2 separate regions of the Mus musculus genome follow, and region 1 is linked to region 2. A link is a contact called in public HiChIP or PLAC-seq data. All regions are on one chromosome and are shown on one strand. The core of a region is the stretch at or near the end of the contact, and the rest is flanking DNA. Distances in the headings are between cores, read along the strand shown.

What was found. HiChIP or PLAC-seq counts read pairs in DNA pulled down with a chosen protein or histone mark.
Region 1: a contact with region 2 is called in an H3K4me3 HiChIP or PLAC-seq map of bone marrow-derived macrophages, with 4 times the contacts expected there. The contact joins two enhancer-like sites. A contact is called at or near these places in 1 of 15 datasets of contacts at CTCF or cohesin (large pre-B cells), 1 of 484 Hi-C or Micro-C datasets (bone marrow-derived macrophages) and 3 of 115 datasets of contacts at active chromatin or transcription factors (bone marrow-derived macrophages, embryonic stem cells and large pre-B cells).

The regions. Positions count from the first base shown.
Region 1 is chr9:99,384,882-99,389,105 of GRCm38.p6, forward strand. Mras (muscle and microspikes RAS) reads right to left here. Exons shown (of 6, transcript NM_008624.3): 6 at 539-3,623. The coding sequence ends at 3,524. Among named protein-coding and RNA genes, the nearest start is that of Esyt3, 28 kb to the left of the region's middle. Within about 2 kb of position 1,805, at least 19 of the 459 cell types and tissues checked have an H3K27ac peak or open chromatin away from gene starts, as enhancers often do. A contact at or near this core is called in bone marrow-derived macrophages, where this site is marked.
Region 2 is chr9:99,006,897-99,011,420 of GRCm38.p6, forward strand. Gm1123 (predicted gene 1123) reads right to left here. Exons shown (of 8, transcript NM_001080776.1): 6 at 4,065-4,234; 7 at 2,331-2,535; 8 at 69-170. The coding sequence ends at 166. Among named protein-coding and RNA genes, the nearest start is that of Faim, 23 kb to the left of the region's middle. Within about 2 kb of position 2,380, at least 55 of the 459 cell types and tissues checked have an H3K27ac peak or open chromatin away from gene starts, as enhancers often do. A contact at or near this core is called in bone marrow-derived macrophages, where this site is marked.

The DNA of each region.
Region 1 (4,224 bases), core at 555-3,054, 380 kb after region 2:
AAGCTGCTGAGGATGAAAAAAAAAAAAAAAAGTCTGGTTCCTTCTCTCAGCACCATGCTCCCAGAAATCACACTCAGACTCAAAGTATATTTACAAATACCTCGGCCATATAGCTAGGCTCTTCTCTGACTAGCTATAACTTAAAATAACCCATTTATTCTAATCTACTTTCTGCCACGTAGCTGGTTATCTGTGCTCGGGTACCATGTGATCGTCTCGTCACATCTTCCCTGGTGAAGCTCCTGCCTGCCACTTCCCCCAGACTCCTTCTGTCTTCTGGATGTCCCACCCCCTATTCCTGCCACAGCATAGGCCATCAGATTTATTATTGACAGGTGCCCCATCCGTACAGACATAAGATAGTCTCCTCTCTACAGGCTCCTGCAGGCAAAGATACCTGCATGGCCACCAGTGTGCTTCCTCTTTGCTTTAGGTTTGGCTAAGCCCAAGGCTGTGCTCTGGAAGAGGTGGGTGTTTCAGTAAAGAACTAAAAGCTCGCAAAACGGGCAGTGTTTGGGGAAGAGGAAATAAGGCAGGATCTCTGATTGTTTCTTTATTAATAAGTAGAGATACACAAAGACTTGATAAAAAGTACATAAAAGGCTCAAGCGTCAACAAGATGTCCAGGCATCACTCTCGCTCCTCACACGACAACTGCCACCTGCTAATACTGTCACGCAAAGGGCTCATTGTTTCAAGTATCTGGCATTGTGGGTAAACCTGACCCAATGTGGACTCTCCAACCAGGTGGGCTGCTAAAAGGAGGGACCCCTCTGCGGCTCTGGACTTAGTGTGATGGCTCTGAGGGGCTTTGGGGTTAGAGCTGGCATGGTCAGTGGGTCATGTCTCCTGGCAGGCAAGACAGGTCACACGCATCCAATCAGGTACTCCACAGCAAGAGCCATGGAAGGGTGTGAGGAGCTCCTAAGGGGAGCATCCAGATGTTCCCTGTGTGGCATGGTGCTTGGGAAGGAGGGGGCCATAGCATAGCCCCATACTGGGGGAGAGGGGATGGCTGGGGGGGGCAAATGAACCTATAAAGAGGTGGCAGAGTAATGGAAGAAAATCGGCACACAAGAGAGGCAGAGGTGAGGGGATTGCAGGGAAGGTATACATCAGATGTGATGGGAACACACATTTCTGAAAAAACTACAGGGAACCTCGGAATGAGAGCTCAGTACAGACCCAAGGGGTCCTCGGTCATGCGGTATCACAGCCAACCAGGTCTCCTGACGTCCCCTGTCAGCTGGCGATGGAGATGCACTGAGCATCTTTTACTCGGCCTCCCTGGAAACTCTGTCAGAGGGCTCATTTCTAATTCTGGAGTGTCATCTACCCATGCCACACGTGGGGGAAACAGGATTGTGGAAGATGAAAGCCCTGGACCAGAGATGGCCAGAAGTCGGCCATTTTGTCCACCTGCGTGTGGGGTCAGTTTAGGACATGGGCAGTTTAGAATGGATGCCCTGGATGACGAACCTGAATGCACTGCTTCTGCTGAGAGGGGTGGGGGCGCTGGGAGCCTCCCTTCTGGTCAGCTGTGTGACTCACTCCTCAGGGCTTTGGTCTAGTCTGCTTCCGGGAAGAGTCTCCACTCGGCACAGGAGAGGCGCTGGCTGGTCCACGGAAGTGAGGGTGTGCCGGTAGCAGGTGGCAGGACATGGCTTCTCTGGCAGTGGCTGCTGCCCTGAGTGTAGAGCATCCTGACCCTCCCTTCCATCTTTCCTCTCTCTGGGCTGCAGTGGCTATGGGTGTGGCTTAGGGAGCCCAGGGCTGGAGAAAGCCTGGTTCTTTTCATGTTGAAAATATTCATAAGTATTACCGGATCTGAGAAATGGTGAATACCTCATCTGACATGCCCTCTAGTATCCTTTTCAGGAACAGAAAAAAAAAAAAAAATCGGGGCGGGTGGCAGTTTGGTGAGTAGGAAGTTTGATCTCTAGCTAGCAAAAGCGTCAGTCATTTCCTTCTGTAGCAGAGTTGTCCCTTGCATGGGGCCTTCTGTCCTGATGACCCTGCGTGTGAACAATTTAGGACTCTCTGGGTTGGAAAGGAATCACGAGGCTGGACACCCTACTCGGTGCCTGGTTTCCTTGGATTTCCTTCCGTGAGTTCCCTTCTCCACACTGGCCCAGCCCCCTGGTGGGAGCCTCCGTTCTGCAAGGTGAGCTGGCAGATGCCCTCACTCACTACGCCAGCCACCTCCACTCCCAACCCTCTCACAGGGTGTACTTTGTTCTTGCTGTTCCTCCATACGGGTCTTAGCTGGAAAAAGCCCCTCTACCCCACTAGCAGCACCAGAGAGGGAGGAGTGCATTGTGGCGGGAGGTGTCCCTGCTCAAATGAGTGTGTGGATCATGTCCTCAGCTCAGCTTTCTTCCCCTTTGACCTAAGAGCGCAAAGAAAGTGTGTACCGAAAGGCAGCCGCAGCCGTACCTGCTAGAAGGGGTTTGCTCATCGGCTGGACTTATAAAGGTAATGGTCAGCTGACTCGGGTGGAAATGGCTTCAGGTCCTGGGGCTTCTGAGATAATAGTATTGAGCACTTTCAGTTCAGAGCTTTCTGGATGGTGTCACATCCACCTCCTTGAACATGTCCCTAAGTTTGTGTCAGAGGCACAGGAATACATAGTCTGAGAGCAAACAGGGACACTGTCCATATCTGAACATAGAATTTACCCACAGCATGGAAAGCAAATGAGTCCTTTTGCAAAGCCAGTCACTGGCCTCACCACACACTCAAGGAAAGGAAATCCCCTCAGGGGTGAACCGGTCCCAGCTAGCTCTCACTTCAGTGGGGGTGGGATTGAGGGTGGGGTGTAGTAGTGAGGGGGGTTGTTTTCTAATCTCTGCCGTTGTTTGTTTGTTTGTTTTCAACTGTACCAAAGCCCTCCAGGTAAATCCACCCCCTCTCTCCAGTCTCTGGGGTCTGTTTGCTTCCTGGGTTTGACCCCAGGCTTCTGATAAGACTCCACCTACTTCTGCCTCTCATCCAGGATGGAGTTTGGCACTGCTAGGAACACTCGGTTAAGAAGACAACAGCCCTATTGCAGACATTTATCAGAGGTCTGCCAAAGACTTGGGGCTTCGCCAGGCAATGGGCACAGACCTCTTTAATAAAATAATCATTACTCAAATAATTTAAAAATCTACAAAAGACACAAGAGCTCAGACACTGGGGATGGGACAGGGAGGAAGCTTGCTCATGGCTTGTCTGGTGCGTTGTATGTGGGTAAGCACTTCCATAGCAAACCAGCCCTATGGAGTTAAAAGAAACAAGCCCACCAAGAGACTGGGAACTGGGCTCAGTCAACACACAAAAGGTTTGGAAGCTGTAGCCCTGTCTCCTGGGAGAGGCAGCAAAGCCAGCCCCGGCCTGCTTCTGCCCCCTCCTCCCTCATTCCCTTCCAATGCCCAGTCCAGAGCCAAGGGCTGTAGTTAGAAGTGGTTCTCAGTGCAGTTAGGCAGTGGGCTGGTCCCAGGGGCTGGCAGTTCACGGTTGCTATGCCCAGGGCTTCAGGCTGTCACAAGATGACACACTGCAGTTTGTGAGTGCCGGTGGCCCTGTCTCCTCGCCATTTTGTCTTCTTTTTCTTCTTCTGGTTTTTCTCTGGAACCTGTTGCCTTTGGAACAATGAAGGAAGCAAAGACAATGTCAGAGCAAGCCTTTTGCTTCCTCTGTCCTCTCTCTGGGACTCCCAAGTCTCTGACAGCCCTAGGTTGGAGGGACAGCTTGAGAGTGCTGCTGTGCTGGCCACCCAAGGAGACCAGGCTGTGTGGCATCTCTTAGTGCAGGAAAGGCAGAGAGGAAGGGAAGAGAAAAATGAGAATCCCCCGGCATCCAGCGGCGACTAGATTTATTCATACCGTAAGCCCGCCGTGCTTTATAATGGAGCTGGCATCTGTGCTTATTTTTCTTTTTCATATTTTAGATAAAATAAGTGGCCAACTGTGTGCCAAAGCTTTTACGTGTTTTCTGTTAACATTTCTGAGGCCCAAGGGTCTTTTGGTGCCACAGCTCCCTAAGCAATACACGGCAGCTTGGGAAAGCCATCAACTGCCAACACAAACGGGAGGTGAGGGCTGTGGGGAGAAAGAAGGATGAACTCAGGCTGCGGGGTGTGTGGGGGTGTGTGCAGGGGTGTGCACAAGGCAGGGGGCCAAGAGGTGGCAAACAAGGGCACTATTAAAGGCCTAGGTCTGATTCATAGCTGACCAACAGCCT
Region 2 (4,524 bases), core at 1,130-3,629:
GAAAAAGGAAACAAAATTATGAAACACTAGTTTATCCTCACTAAGGACTTCTTTTTAGGTTGATGACGTGTGGGAGCACAAGGCACATTTCACTGAAGATACAGGAGCAAGGAATCAGCAGAACTTAATTAAAAGTTCAATTGATGTAACCTCTGGGGCAGATGATCAGCCTGAAAAAAAAAGGCATCTGCTTAGGAAAAGCAACTGTGTATAGTAGTGCAAAATTTACATATGCTAATGAAATTAGAAATATATTTTAAAGCCTCAACAATGCAAACCACTTACAAATACAAACACCTAATCCAAACATTTAGGAGGAAAGGCAGAGGGAGCCTAAGTTCAAGATCAGCGAGGGCTACAAAATGAGACCCTTAAAAATATATCAATAGCACAGTTAAGAGTGTATACGACCCTTGGGGCTTGAGAGATCTCTCAGTGATTAAAAACACTTATTACCCCAGAGAGGACCCAGGTTTGAGTCCCAGTGTCCATATGAAGGCTCAACCTTAATGCTAGTTGCAGGGCGCTTGGCACCCTCTCCTGACCTCTGAGAGCATCTGACATGCCTGTGGTGCAGACACACATACATGCAGGGAAACACACAAAACAAATCTTGAAATAATTTAAAGAATGTACACTGTCCTTATTAGAAAACACAAATGGGACCGCTGAGATGGCTCAGTGGATAAAGCATTTGTTGACCATCAATACACCCTGAATTTGATCCCTGGGACACAAATGGAAGGACAAATCAACTATCTGTTCTTTTATGACCTCCAGCATATGCCATGGTACTTGAGCACACACAACTGTAATAAGAATACATACACACATATATGCATAAGTAAACACATGAAGTAGAAACTGATAAGAGAAATGGCACTAAATGTACTGAGGAGTGCCAAGAAGTGCTTGGAGCAGTGAGACTGAGAACTATGGTCGCTCATTCTGCTCACTTATTCCACACTGTAGGAGATATTTTTACCTGGCAGCACTCAGGCCAGACAGAGTACCTTTGACTAGAGTCTGCACTCATTGCTGCTGCTCGCAGAAGACACCATAACCCTCCTCCCCCAACCTCCCACCGCCATACTGCCTGTGACCAGCACAGTGTGCTTTCTCCTACCTAGCTCTGTGCAGACACTCCTGCTCTAGAGGGGTACAGCATTCAGAAAACTCTCGAGTTCCACGTGGGACTCTTCTTCACCTCTCCCCTGGATGAATCCATAAAATAAGGTTCATCCAAAAAGGAACAGGGAACATTGGCCTGTGTATGTGGGAGGTGCCATAGTAGGCCTGCGGATATGGGAGGGGCCCTGATTGTCTACATCTAGGGTTGTACCAATCAGAAATTCCTACTAAACACGTGTCCTCAACAATCTTCCAAATCATGAGACCCTAGGTCTCAAAAAAGGGATCTTAAAACTGACATAACAGAGCACTTGTCACCATCCGCCTGCATCAAGTTAGCTACAGGAAGAAGGTCCAGTGTACTTCGAGCTGTCACCTTTCCGATTTCTGAACTTGGGCACTGGTCCACAGAGAGGAAACTTTGCAGCCTGACGATCATAAAGCAGTCCTATTGTCCTCCTGGCCATCAGCGAGAGCTGTGCACTTCCCAGCCCACCCCATCCTCCATTTTAAAAATGAAAACAGCGACACGAGGGCTGTAACATCACTGCCTGATACCCACTGGCTTCTCCGACCCGTCGGTTTTCGTCCTCTGTTCCAGCCCCAGTATTCTAAACACCCAGCTCTTCACCACAGAGACCACATTTGTCTCGATCCATGAAAACGCAAGCTCAGAGCGCTCCCTCACATCTCCGGAGGGATGACTCCGACAGGCGTGGCCACGGTGAAAGCTTTTTATACTCTCTGTTTCGGTACCCACAGAGTAGACTGGGGCGATGAAATCGATTTAATTCTCAGGGCAAGTCAGAAGACAAGGACGACAGCCGCAGTGCACGGTGCAGCTCGGGTTCTTTCTCACACAATACAATTTCATTTATATTGAAAATCATCATGAACTTTGCAAAGAAGTTAGTCACTTCCTGTTTTTCTCTGATCTAAATGCATGTGATAGCTTTACGTTTTAAGCTATGTGAGGACCTTAGAAATACTTCAGAAGGTGACATAATGCTAGGACTAGGGACAGAGCTCTTTCCTAGCAAGCATGAGGCCCAGGTTTTACTCCTAGCGCAGTGAAAATGAACAGATCCCATTATTACTGTAAAACACCGTTTGTTTTATGTAAGTTCTGTGACTTCAGCACTGTGACATTTCACCCTGTTACTGAGAAGGCGCACTCTCTACCCACTACAGTAACTTACCAACAACTGTCAGCTGAATGGTCCCCTTGGCAGTACCAAAGGCATGGGACACTCCACACTGATAGGTGCCAGCGTCAGAGAGCCGAGCATCAGTTATATTTATAGATGCCTCACCAGACCTGATGTCATTACTTGTAAATTGCACACGTCCTTTCATATCTTGATAGAAGTTGTCGTAAATCTTGTCTGCTAAATATACAATAAACTAAAATTTAAAAGAAGCAGAAAGAGAACATAAACAAACGTGGGCTGAAGAAGTGGCTCTGTGGTTAGAAGCATGTAGCTCTCATCAGGGGACCCAAGATCAGGTTGCAACACCCACAAAGCAGTTCACAGCGTAACTTTCAGATTCCATGGGATTTAATATCCCCTCTGACCTCCACAGACACTAGACACGCATGCAGTTCAAGAGACTCAAATGTAATAAAAAATAAATCTAAAAAAAAACTTTCAGTAATGCTATGCATATACCATGTTACCATAAAACTTTTTTTTTTTTTTTTAAGAAATAGAAATGAAAGAGAAAGTAAAGAGAGCTGGTGAGCTGGCTCAGATGACAGAGACCCGAGTTAGGGCCCTGAGAGCCAATGGAAGAGGCAGACATGATTTCACAGACATGAAGCCCACCACTAGAATAAGGGGTTGGAGGGCGGGCAACCCCAGGCACTTGCTGGCCACTCAGTCTAGCCATCAGTGAGCCCCAGTTTCAGTGAGAGACCATATTTCAAAACACATGATGGAGAAAGAGGGCGGGTGACACCTAACCTCATCCTTCAGTTTCCACAGATAAAGGCATGCCCACACACATACGCTGCGCATACACACACATCTGCCCCACACATACTTCATTATATACAGAGGGAGGGAGGGAGGGAGGGAGGGAGAGAGGGAGGGAGGGAGGGAGGGAGTTGTTATACAAAAACCCACACTAATAAAAACACAGAATGATGAGCTAGAACTGGGTCCATGTGGACCTGGGATGCAGTCCCTGTACCTCTATTATTATTACTATTTTAAAGCTTTGTTGTTTTTATTATTGTTTTAAATCATATTTAGGCTGGCTCAGGTGTGGTGGCGTTCACCTATAACCCCAGCACTCGGGGGCCGGCCGGGAAGAGTGCCGGGCCACCAGGAGTCGGAGTGACAGACAGTTGAGAGAAGCCATACCGCTGGGTCCTCTGGGAAAGCAGCCCCGTGCTCTTAAGTGCTGAGCCAAACCTTTGGCCTCCATACTCCCATTATGAATGGACAGCCAGGTTTCAGTGTGATTAAATAACTTCTAACATAATTAAATACCATAGTCCTGTACTAGAGACGGGGTCGGTGGGACTGGACAGGTTCACACACGTGTTCATTCATGGATGTTCCTGTGTCGCAGCTGCCTCAGAGGGTTTAGTAATAAATCAAGTAAGAACAAGGACAGTCACTAGGGAGGCTGAAGCTTGACATGACAAATATACAGGACCTAGAACACACACTCCACACACACACCCTTGCGGCCCAGCCTGCTCAGCACACCCCTCTTGTTCCTTGTCTCCTGTTACACATGTTCAAGACCACATTTTCTAAATGTCCACAGCATCCTCTTGTCCTCTGAAACCTTCCAGACATCTGATGACCCTTCCTCTGAAGTCACAGGTCATTCTATCCATGTCCACAGGCCTGGGCCGTGGGGCTTCAGGCTGCGATGCCACACCTGCCTAGTGAGAGTGAGCAGGCACAGTGCATACTCACCATGCGGTTCACCACCTCATTTTGAGGTCCAGTAAGCTGCATCCAGTCAATGAACAGTGGTCCATGGTCCTCAGGGCTAAGGGTGAACGTGCAGGGCAGATGGACAGTTTCCCCTCGGGCTTTCTGAATTGTCTGCTCTGGAGTAGTGATGCTCACACTCCCAATGTGATCTGGAGAGAGAGAGAGAGAGAGAGAGAGAGAGAGAGAGAGAGAGAGAGAGAGAGAGAGAGAGCATGGTGCTGAGTATCTATCTGCTGTCACTCACTGGCTGGCTCCAGGCTGAAGTCACTCAGGAGACAGGATGGGGAGATGCAGGTGAGACCTGGACTGCAGATCCCACCCAGGGATGCCCAGGTTAGCTTGTGGCTTCATGAAGTGCAGTGACTATGGGCATTTCCTCATCCTAAGTGATTGTCTTAGAGCGCCACCACCCTCCTGGCATTCTGCAGACATGAGCTTC